Linked DNA regions of Salmo salar: region 2 is linked to region 1. Evidence: chromatin contacts called from public Hi-C data. All regions are on one chromosome and are shown on one strand. Each heading gives the region's core, a stretch centred on a gene start, on an enhancer-like site or on the middle of the called end of the contact. The rest is flanking DNA. Distances are from core to core; before and after follow the strand shown.

Evidence for each region. Hi-C and Micro-C count contacts between places; a contact is called where the count stands out from the background.
Region 2: a Hi-C map of gill shows a contact between it and region 1, with 2.6 times the contacts expected there. The contact joins the enhancer-like site here to the promoter of LOC106567530 in region 1. A contact is called at or near these places in 3 of 3 Hi-C or Micro-C datasets (blood, gill and muscle).

The regions. Positions count from the first base shown.
Region 1 is chrssa13:60,411,902-60,417,802 of Ssal_v3.1, reverse strand. LOC106567530 (protein Jade-1) reads right to left here and starts at 1,917. Exons shown (of 13, transcript XM_045693416.1): 1 at 1,899-1,917; 2 at 797-846.
Region 2 is chrssa13:60,485,375-60,490,818 of Ssal_v3.1, reverse strand. All of the region lies in intron 5 of LOC106567530 (protein Jade-1), which reads right to left. Among protein-coding and RNA genes, the nearest start is that of LOC106567530, 72 kb to the right of the region's middle. Within about 2 kb of position 1,893, at least 3 of the 13 cell types and tissues checked have an H3K27ac peak or open chromatin away from gene starts, as enhancers often do. A contact at or near this core is called in gill, where this site is marked.

The DNA.
Region 1 (5,901 bases), core at 668-3,167:
AACAATAGCCACTCCCCCCCACAGTTAGAACTGCACAGCGAGAGCCAGGGAGGGAGGGGAGAGGAGAGTTAACAAGCTTGTTCTAATTCTTAGATAGGTGCGTGCTTAGCCTTCCGAAATACACACTCCACTTCTTGGGAACGCAATTGGCGTTCACGTGCGATTTCAAACCCACAAGCGAGCGACACTGGATGGCAACAGTAACTTTAGACAAATCACAGTTTTATAGCGCAATCGTTATTACCAAAATGCTGCTCATTTGATCTTTTCAACGGGCAGATAACATCCGATCACTCGTCATTAGCCCAGCATGTGCATTTTCAGCGCCATATGTTGGCGAGACGCGGTCCCTCCTCGCGACACACATACACACTTGCACGACTCTTGCATAAGTTGTCAATAATTTCTTCGAATTCAACAAAATAATTAGCCATTTGTTTCACTGAAGCATGTTATGCAAGAGCACTTCAGGAAAATCCCGCTACCAAAATTATTTCATAACAGCGGTGAACATAGCTATGACCGCCCGCCTGTAAATAATACTCGCTGCGTAGTTGGCGTTGCTAACATTGCTTGTGAACTGGGACCTGACATTTTCATATTTTAGAAAATAAGAAGTTGCAGTTGAATGATCTTCTCGTGTTAACTATTCGTCTGGCTATCACAACCATCTGACCCACATGCACTAACGTTACACATTTCACTACCAGCTCTGGAAGTGTGCTTTTTCCCCCCTGTGCTAACGTTACATGCTACTACTGTACTTCTTGGGGGAAGAAACCAAAATCGAACCTACCTTTTTACCTTGATTGCAGTCAGCTTCCGATGGCGAAAACGTCCTCGACTCTGGACGATGAGAAATCACGAAATCATTTGAAGTTAACCACATGTAGTGACAGTGAATTTCACGGTGGTCAAATTCCAGTGCAACTACCCTAGCTAGTTAGCTAGTTAACGTTAGCCCACCGACTATCCACGTTGGTGACAGGACGTGCCTGCGAGGCTGTGGTGACAGCACGTCGATCAGATGCTCTCCCAAGAGAGTCAAAATAAAAAAAGTAGCAATTTACACATTTAATCCATTATAAAGTCTATCCGGCAGCATAACATATTATTCAACAAAACTGCGATGGCCGCCTTCGCAGTTCTCAGCTAAATACAGTTAATGTAGCTAACTGTTAGCTACCTTTAGCAGACTTTAGGAGTATCATCCGTAAATCCAAATTGTCTAACGGCTTGCAAGATAGCCTCGAGCTGCAGCCAGCAAGTCACTTCTAATGTAAGCTAAAGCTATGCCGGGTACAGCAAGGTAAGATAACAAATATCATTTTCAAAGCCATGTCGCATTTGAAAATAGTCCAATGTGATATCCCCCAGGTCCCGATTTGTCACGTGAGTGTGTTTTCAGATCCAGTAAGGGAAAAAAAATAATATATGCTTCATTTTCATGGAATGAAATGTTGCAAGCTAGTTTTGAGACGTTCTGCCGAAAAAACATCGCCTGCCCATTCGCTTCCCCTCCTGCCCGCTCATGTTCTCCCTCTTGCGCGAGGGTTCTGCAACCTCACAACAAAATAAGCTCATACTTTAAACTCTTTTGGCGCCATATTAATGACGTACTTTAAATTTGCCGTTACTGAAAGCCGATTCAAATATCTTTACGGTGGGTTAATTTCGCCAAACTGGCTAAAACCTGAAATGGAAATCAAATGGAATTATATTCTTCGCCTGTCACTCGTTTGAAAGTGAAAGCCACCGTTTAGTGTAAGCGGTTTGTTTTAGTCGGGTAATATCTGTTCAATAATTGGCCATTTACCGAGGATTTTTTTTGGGCTATTCATATTTCCTTTCGTAATAAGAAAGACATTAAAGAAACATTGAAATAACGTTAGTCTTACTTTCAAACGTTTTAATAGCCTATTCAATCCACTCCAAGCCATGCTGTTAGTTCACGCAGACAAGCGATATCAATTCCACAGCATTTACTACTTTCTATTAGGAGTGATCTGTATTTTGTCGGATCTCCACCAGGCTCGGTTGAAGCTAAAAAAGGGACATTGTACAATTCCCATGCAGAAGCGTTCGAAAAGAAACAAATTCATTGGACCTGGGCCGGAGCGAAATTGAATGGAAATGAATACCATTACAGAAAGTTCGACATCAAACGCTCTGCATGGAATTATTGGGTTGTCTTAACCTTAGTATAATTTTACAGCTAGTCTCCGGTGAGGGTTACTGTGTGTCTGGTAGTAATCGCACGCACCTTCATGTTATTGCGCGTGCCCTCTCCTGCTGCTCGGTGGCCACCCAGCCAATGATGCATGGCAGTATTTTTTTTCTATATCAATGATTGTTGTTGTGTTTCTGACATCATATATTTGCACCCTTGGCACGCATGAAAATACAAGCGGTGCAGGCCTTTCTTTACCCATCTCACATAACCGCGGGAAGTGAGGGTGCCGCAGGACTCTCTGGAAAAAAAAACCAAAAAAACATGTATTTTTTAAAATAAATATTTTTTACACATAAGTAGTGCACTGGGCATTTAATAGTCCTGTATTAGTGTACCAATTACCCCCCCCCCGTGAAATGAAAGACACACTAGCTTTTTCTGGCACAGATTCAAATGTGCTGTAGCAGCCTGCCCGCACCACAGGTGGGTTAAGTCCCTTGAGAAAACATACAATGCCACTCCATGGGTATTTGATTGTACTGACCGTTAATTTACTGTCTGCTGGACTCATCGTTTATTTAGCAAATTCAGCCATGCAACATATATCATGTCTGTCCCAAATGGCAGACTATTCCCTATATACACTTTAAAGGGAATATGGTGCCAAATGGGACGTAACCCTCCTCTCATTAGAAGGGCCTGTGGTTAGTGTAAATTGTGGTTCTCTTTCATTCAAGGTACTGTATGTCCTTTCGGTTTGATTGTGGCATCCAATAGGCTTTTGATCAGGCCAGGGCATCCAAATGTCAGCTACCTACATCAAAGCCACTGTATCTCATGATGGATAATATTACAACAAACTGCTTGTCGGGACTGTAGAATTGGTGCCGATTCTGATAGTTCAGAGGTTATTCTAGGGCAGCCTGACAAACCTGGGAGACTGACAGACTGAAACGCCTGCAGAAAGAAAGACAGATCCTCAAATTTGTTTCATTATGGTCTAGACTCCTAGAATTATCTAGGCCATCCGTTGATTTTTTTGCATTACAGCCCTTTCATACTTTAAATCCCTATAGAGATCATCAGCACAGCAGTATTGTATAATGATATGGCACAGCCTTAAAAAAAAAAACTGTGATTTAAAAGGGTGCAATGTTTTAAACAGAGGTATGAAGATGTAATCATTGTCTCCTGAGTCAGAAGCCGATGATTGAGATCTACTATCTCCTTCTGTATTCAATTCAAGTCATTTGTTTTCCTGTACTTATCTCATACTTGTCCCATTTGCGAGGCATTTACCTTCTCAGGCTGCGTCCCAAATGGCTCCCTATTCCCTATATGCTGCACTACTTTTGACCAGGGCCCGTGTGATATTGGAGTGGGGGGTAATACTTCTTCCTTGGCTCATTCCCAGCATGCTGCTGAAAAGGCTACCTGTTGTCTCCATGTCTCCCAATTACAGTTTTCTCTTGACTAAGCATACATTAGATGACTCATCAAAAATATGTGTTGCCAAGCCTCTTGGAACAGTGTATTATTTCAGCATCATTGTGTATTTTATGCTGAGTGAAGAGGTATGCCATGTGGCTATAAGCAGAATGGGGATCAAATGGGGACTTACATGGGTTGTAAGCTGCCCATATTTAATATAATCAAGATTGCAGATATTTTTTATGGAGATTGAGATAGGAATGTGTGCACCTCATTGTATTTTAACCACTGGGAGGAGCGCCTTACGGTCGGATGCCGAGCAGTTGCCATACCAAGTGGTGATGCAACCGGTCAGGATGCTCTCGATGGTGCAGCTGTATAACATTTTGAGGATCTGGGGACCCATACCAAATCCCATACCAAGTCTCCTGAGGGGGAAAAGGTTTTGTCGTGCCCTCTTCATGAGTTTCTTGATGTGTTTGGACCACGATAGTTTGTTGGTGATGTGGACACCAAGGGATTTGAAACTCTCGACCCGCTCCACTATGGCCCCGTTGATGTGAATGGGGCGGGTTTTGCCCTCCTTTTCCTGTAGTCCGCGATCATCTCCTTTGTCTTGCTCACATCGAGGGAGAGGTTGTTGTCATGGCACCACACTGCCAGGTCTCTGACCTCCTCCCTATAGGTTGTCTCATCGTTGTCAGTGATCATGGTGTTGGAGTCGTGCTTGGCCACACAGTCGTGGGTGAACAGGGAGTACAGGAGGGGACAAAGCACACACCCCTGAGGGGCCCCTGTGTTGATGATCAACGTGGCAGATGTGTTGTTGCCTACCCTCACCACCTGGGGGCGGCCCGTCAGGAAGTCCAGGATCCAGTTGAAGAGGGAGGTGTTTAGTCCCAGGGTCCTTAGCGTAGTGATGAGCTTTGTGGGCACTATGGTGTTGAACGCTGAGCTGTAGTCAATGAACAGCATTCTCACATAGGTTCCTTTTGTCCAGGTGAGAAAGGGCAGTGTGGAGTGTGATTGAGATTGCGTCATCTTTGGATCTGTTGGGGTGGAATGCGAAATGGAGTGGGTCTAGGGTTTCCAGGATGATGGTGTTGATATGAGCCATGACCAGCCTTTCAAAGCACTTCATGGCTACTGACGTGAGTGCTACGGGGAGGTAGACATTTAGGCAGGTTACCTTCACTTTCTTGGGCACAAGGACTATGGTGGTCTGCTTGAAACATGTTGGTATTACAGACTCGGTCAGGGAGAGGTTGAAAATGTCAGTGAAGACACTTGCCAGTTGGTCCGCGCATGCTCTGAGTACACGTCCTGGTAATCCGTCTGTCCCCGCGGCCTTGTGAATGTCGACCTGTTTAAAGGTCTTGTTCCCGTCGGCTACGGAGAGCGTGATCATGGAGAATAACCAAAAATGAGCAATTAATATAAAATATTTGACACTGTGAAGGGGAGACGTCTCAAGATGTCAAGTGAAGTGACACCCTCCTCATAACAAATGAAGGGGAAGACCTACCTACATGTTCTATTACACTTTTGCCTTCATCCCCTGTCTTGTTCCATTCATACCTGTCAGGATGTTGTCCCAACCTGTTTATATAGACAGAGTGAGGTAGGGTGGTCTCCCTCAGAACTGATGGGATTGTAAAGTATTTCTCTCTGATCTTGTTCCTGGCATGTCTGTAAGGGGGCCCTGGTCACATGAAGAGGCAGCCAAGGATGTGTCAGTATGTTCTTGGATGGTTTCCATTCAACCCTGGCTTTGAAAAAAAAAGGCCTTTATTTATTTTGGCTCGTAGCCTGGTGGTAATCCTGTAACCTGAGTTTGGGGTTGGGAAGATATCATCATTTATTTTTGATATGTCACAATGTTCATTTATAAAGGCTTTCTTTCTCTAAGGTCAAGTGACAAAATAGAATATAGCTTCTTACTGTATCTGATGTTTTTGGGCAAATGGGTAAAGGAGTGATGTAAGAGTGATACTGTATATAGGTCACAGACTCGCAGTCCAAACAAAATGCTTTAGGTGGCATAGATTGTCATACCAGGTACACCCCCCCTACATATTTATTTGGTCAGTTAAACTAAAACTTTTAATTTTGCTCTATACTCCAGCATTTTGGATTTTAGATACATTATTGTATATGAGGCGACAGTACAGAATTTCAGCCTTTTATTTTAGGGTATTTTCATACATATCTGTTTTACTGTTTAGAAATTAAAGCACTTTATGTATCTAGTCCCCCCCATTTTTAGGTGCCATAGGTATTTGGACAAACTCATTTGT
Region 2 (5,444 bases), core at 644-3,143, 73 kb before region 1:
CTCCATTGGAGTTCAATGACACGACTAACTGAGCTTTTTAACAAAGTATTTACATTTGTTTTCATTGCGATCTACTTCGGGTTTGTTTGGTTAACACGAGTTGTTGGGGACTAATATATTGTGAATGCTAATCATTAGTGTGCTTGTGTGGAATGGGAATATTGCATTCTGATTTTGGGAATGGTTTTACACACGCAGCGCTTTACTTATCAACATGGCAAGACAGAGGTCAAATAGGTTCACTTGAATTATTTCCTGGGCCGGACTATTTTTTCCCCCGCCCAGTTACCACACACATCAACGCTTGTTCCTAGACCGGTACACAACCTAGGGTTTTCCAGTCCTATCAGTGCGCAAACAAACCGAAACACACACGGATGGATACACACACACACACACCTCGTCATCTCCTCCACCTGTACTCAAATGGTGACCTTTGAGTGAGTGGGAAGCGATGCGATAATGACAGATTCGGCGTCTAATCTTAAACAGGTCATATCCTCAACATCACAGTGGCTCCTGCCTCACTGCGTCGGAGGGTGGGTAGTGTACAGCCTGTTTACACAGGCACACTGTGTCCCAAAATGGCCCCATATTCCTCGCGGTGCTCAGTCAAAAGTGGTGCACAGTATAGGGAATAGGTTGCCATTTGGGACGCACAGACACTTTGCTCTCCACACTTCCTCCACTTCCCTGGCCGACACGTCTGATGTAAAACCATGCAAATAGTGTGAGGCCTGAGAAATCCCCCTACAGCTGCCTTACTGCTACTAGCAGCCTGTTGCCTCCATCTCTCCGCCACCACACACACTGTGATCTCCATCTAAAAAACCAAAACAGGAAAATATCAAATGTGAGTGGGTTACGCACGCGGGGGGAGAATCATTCGATACATTTTCAGAGTTGTTGTGCCTTATTAAGCTGGTTATCTTTTCATTAGATAACCCTCTTCTACTGGCCGTTGCCCCCCCCCCCCCCCAGCTTCAATAACTATAATTAAATCCCCAGGCAGGACCAGCTAGCCTAAAGATGTTCAGAGCTACAGGAAGTGTGGATTGTCTGAAGTGGTGATCAGAGAGACTCACTCGTGGAGTTTGCAGGCAGAAGGCGGCTAACCTAATGCTCCTTTTTCTCTATCATTTCCAGCGTAGTGGATCGATGTACAGTGGCTGACTGTAGATATCTTGTGGAAGTGGAGAAAAACCACAGGGGCGAGGTGAGAGAACGGTGTGTTCTCTCTGGCCAGGGTCACATGTCCTGAACACAGGCTACATAAACAATGAGCGAGAGGGAGGGAGGGAGGGAGGGAGGGAGGGAGGGAAGAGTACATAGAAAATAGAGACAGACAGTAAGAGAGGACAGAGAGATTAAACAGAGAGACAGTAAGAGAAGACAGAGAGAGATTAAACAGAGACAGTAAGAGAAGACAGAGAGAGATTAAACAGAGAGACAGAAAGAGAAGACAGAGAGAGATTAAACAGACAGTAAGAGAAGACAGAGAGAGATTAAACAGAGAGACAGTAAGAGAAGACAGAGAGAGATTAAACAGAGAGACAGTAAGAGAAGACAGAGAGAGATTAAACAGAGAGACAGTAAGAGAAGACAGAGAGAGATTAAACAGAGACAGTAAGAGAAGACAGAGAGAGATTAAACAGACAGTAAGAGAAGACAGAGAGAGATTAAACAGAGAGACAGTAAGAGAAGACAGAGAGAGATTAAACAGACAGTAAGAGAAGACAGAGAGAGATTAAACAGAGAGACAGTAAGAGAAGACAGAGAGAGATTAAACAGACAGTAAGAGAAGACAGAGAGAAAGAGAAGAGGGGGGAGAAAGAGTTGTTCTGGGCTGCCAGACTGGGTGGAGTCACAGCGATGTGGGCAAGAGGGCGAGATGACTCAGGTCAACAGAGATTATGAAACAACAAACAGCAAATCCAGACAGAACTAACTCTAGATATGAGGGGATAGACAGTCAAATTAGAGAGGCAAATGTATCCTAGCTACTGGAAATATGTCTTCAATAAGCTGACTATGAAGGGAGCAGTAGTAACTGTTATTTTGTTGTTGGGCAATCCTAACATGGTATAACTGGCAGACAAATGCATGCTGGTCTGGTGTTGTGTGGTCTAGTTCAGCGTTTCCCAACAGTACACATTTCTTTGTTTGTAGCCCTGAACAAACTCACCTCATCCAGCTCATTGAGGGCTTGACGATTAGTGGACAAGTTGAATCAGGTGTCTGTCCAGGGTTGCAATAAAAATGTATACCGTCGAAGGTACTCAAGGACCAGGGTTGGGAAACACTGGTCTAGTTGGGAAGAGTGTGGCGCTAGCAAAAACAAGGTTGTGGGTTCAACTCCCGCAGTGATCACATGTACTGAAATGTATGCCCTCACTGTAAATTTAAGTCACTTAAGGATAAAAGTGTTTGCTAAGTAGCATATATTATACATTAGCATGGCCTAAGGCTATCAGAGCTATATCATTGCTATATTATTGACTAAATCCTAGGTTCCAAGATACCAGCACTCCTGTCTAAGGAAGGTAATTGTCCATGACACGAGCGGGGAAACTAAAAATATTTGGATATTCCCTCGCTCTCCTCTGAGTCCCGGCTTCACAGCAGAGGCAGCTTTGATCCTTCTTTGCCCTGTGGAATATTTATCTGAAGCGGGGGAGAGCTGAATTACACACAAAAGGGCTTCAGACTCTCAGCTCCTCCATACAGAACACCAGTACATACTTCCCTTCGTGCCACCCCAGACCCAGAAGGGATGTGGCTTTGGGTTTTATTGCACACTGACTGGCCTTGGGGGATCTGGAGTGTGTGTGTGTATCTTGCGGCTACTGTACCCTCTGTGCGAGGCTCAGAGAGAGAGAGAGCTACTGTACAAAAGAGGGGCAGTGTGTTAGGAGTGCTAGTGAGTGAAGAGGGAGAACGGGAGATAGAATCAGAGAGGGCTAGTGTGGAGAGAGAAAATAGAGGGGCCGCAGCATCTCAAGCAGCAGACGCACAAAGCAGACCTTTGTGACCCCCTCTAACCACCACCCCCACTAAGCCAATCAGGTGGCAGACGCGCCGGGCCCGGGGGGCCCCGAGTCTGTCCAGTCACGGCTGGGTCTGGCCAGGGGACGAGAAAGTGGGCGAGCGTGTTGCCGGGCCAGAGCAGAGAGAGCTCACTCGATCAGCCAGTCTGCAACCCACAGGAACATTTCGGATGCTACACTGTCAACTCTCATTTTCTCTTCCTACCCCACACAACTATGGCCTTGTTTGGAAAACTTCTAAAAGTTGCATCCTTCCTTGAGATGATCACTGATGTAGAAAGGATTGGATAGGTTTTCACACAGCGTAGCTTCCACAACTCTTAACCAATGTCATAACAGATCAGCGATTTCTAAAAGGAAGGAATGGCATATTTTAAAACGTGTTTGGACAGGGCCTTGGTTCAAACTTCAGGGAGATAGAAGTTTCCCCTAACCAGTGATAGAGGGTTTGATATTTATAATGTACAGTACCAGTCGAAAGTTTGGACACGCCTACTCATTCAAGGGTTTCTCCTTATTTTTTACTATTTTCTACATTGTATAATGATAGTGAAGACATCAAAACTAATGAAATAACACATATGGAATCATGTAGTAACCAAAAGAGTTAAACAAATCAAAATATATTTTATATTTGAAATTGTTCAAAGTAGCCACCCTTTGCCTTGACAGATTTGCACACTCTTGGCATTATCTCAACCAGCTTCATGAGGTAGTCACCTGGAATTAATTTCAATTAACAGGTGTGCCTTCTTAAAAGTTCATTTGTGGAATTTCTTTCCTTCTTAATGCGTTTGAACCAATCAGTTGTGTTGTGACAAGGTAGGGGCGGTAAACAGAAGATAGGGCTATTTGGTAATAGACCAAGTCCATATTATGGCAAGAACAGCTCAAATAAGCAAAGAGAAAAGACAGTCAGTCCATCATTACTTTAAGACATGAAAGTCAGTCAATGTGGAAAATTTCAAGAACTTTGAAAGTTTCTTCAAGTGCAGTCGCAAAAACCATCAAGCGCTATGAAACTGGCTCTCATGAGGACCGCCACAGGAAAACCCAGAGTTACCTCAGCTGCAGAGGATAAGTTCATTAGAGTTACCAGCCTCAGGAATTGCAGCCCCAATAAATGCTTCACAGAGTTCAAGTAACAGACACTTCTCAACTTCAACTGTTCAGAGGAGAATGTGTTAATCAGGTCTTCATGGTCAAATTGCTGCAAAGAAACCACTACTAAAGGACACCAATAAGAAGAGACTTGCTTGGGCCAAGAAACACAAGCAATGGACATTAGAACAGTGGAAATCTGTCTTTTGGTCTGATGAGTCCAAATTTTAGATTTTTGGTTCCTACCGCTGTGTCTTTGTGAGAAGCAGAGTAGGTGAACAGATGATCTCTGCATGTGTGGTTCCCACCGTGAAGCATGGAGGAGGTGGTGTGATTGTGCTTTGCTGGTGACACTATCTGTGATTTATTTTGAATTCAAGGCACACTTAACCAGCATGTCTACCACAGCATTCTGCAGCGATATGCCATCCCATCTGGTTTGGACTATGATTTGTTTTTCAACAGGACAATGACCAAGGGCTATTTGACCAAGAAGGAGAGTGATGGAGCGCTGCATCAGATGACCTGGCCTCCACAATCACCTGACCTCAACCCAATTGAGATGGTTTGAGATGAGTTGGACTACAGAGTGAAGGAAAAGCAGCTAACAAGTGCTCTGCATGTGGGAACTCCTTCAAGACTGTTGGAAAAGCATTCCAGGTGAAGCTGGTTGAGAGAATGCCAAGAGTGTGCAAAGCTGTCATCAAGGCAAAGGATGGCTACTTTGAAGAATCTCAAATATAAAATATATTTTGATTTGTGTAACACTTGTTTGGTTACTACATGATTCCATATGTGTTATTTCATAATTTTGATGTCTTCACTATTATTCTACAATGTAGAAAACACTAAAAATGAAAGAAAAACCATGGAATGAGTAGGTGTGTCCAAACCTTTGACTGGTACTGTATGTGATCATCCCCTCATGGTTGTGGTTTAGTTTCGGTGTTGGGTAACCTGATCCTAGACGTCTACCTCGAGGGCAGTTCTCAGCACAGTTAGGCCAGCAACCTTCAGCAGGGGTGGGATGTGGGTTGAAGACATGAGGAGAGCTAATGTCATGACCAGAAGGTTGCAGGCGTGTCGCCGAGTTTAACAGACAGTAAATGTACTTCACACCACAGCAAGTGCAAAAGGGGCCGCGTCCCAAATGGCACTACATAGGGAATAGGGTGCCATTTGGGACTCTGGCCAAAACACCACCCACTGATTTGTCATCTTCCTGGATAACATGTCCCCCCCCCCAACACCTCTGATGTGGATGACATTTCTCAGAGGGACAGAAACAGCACAGTG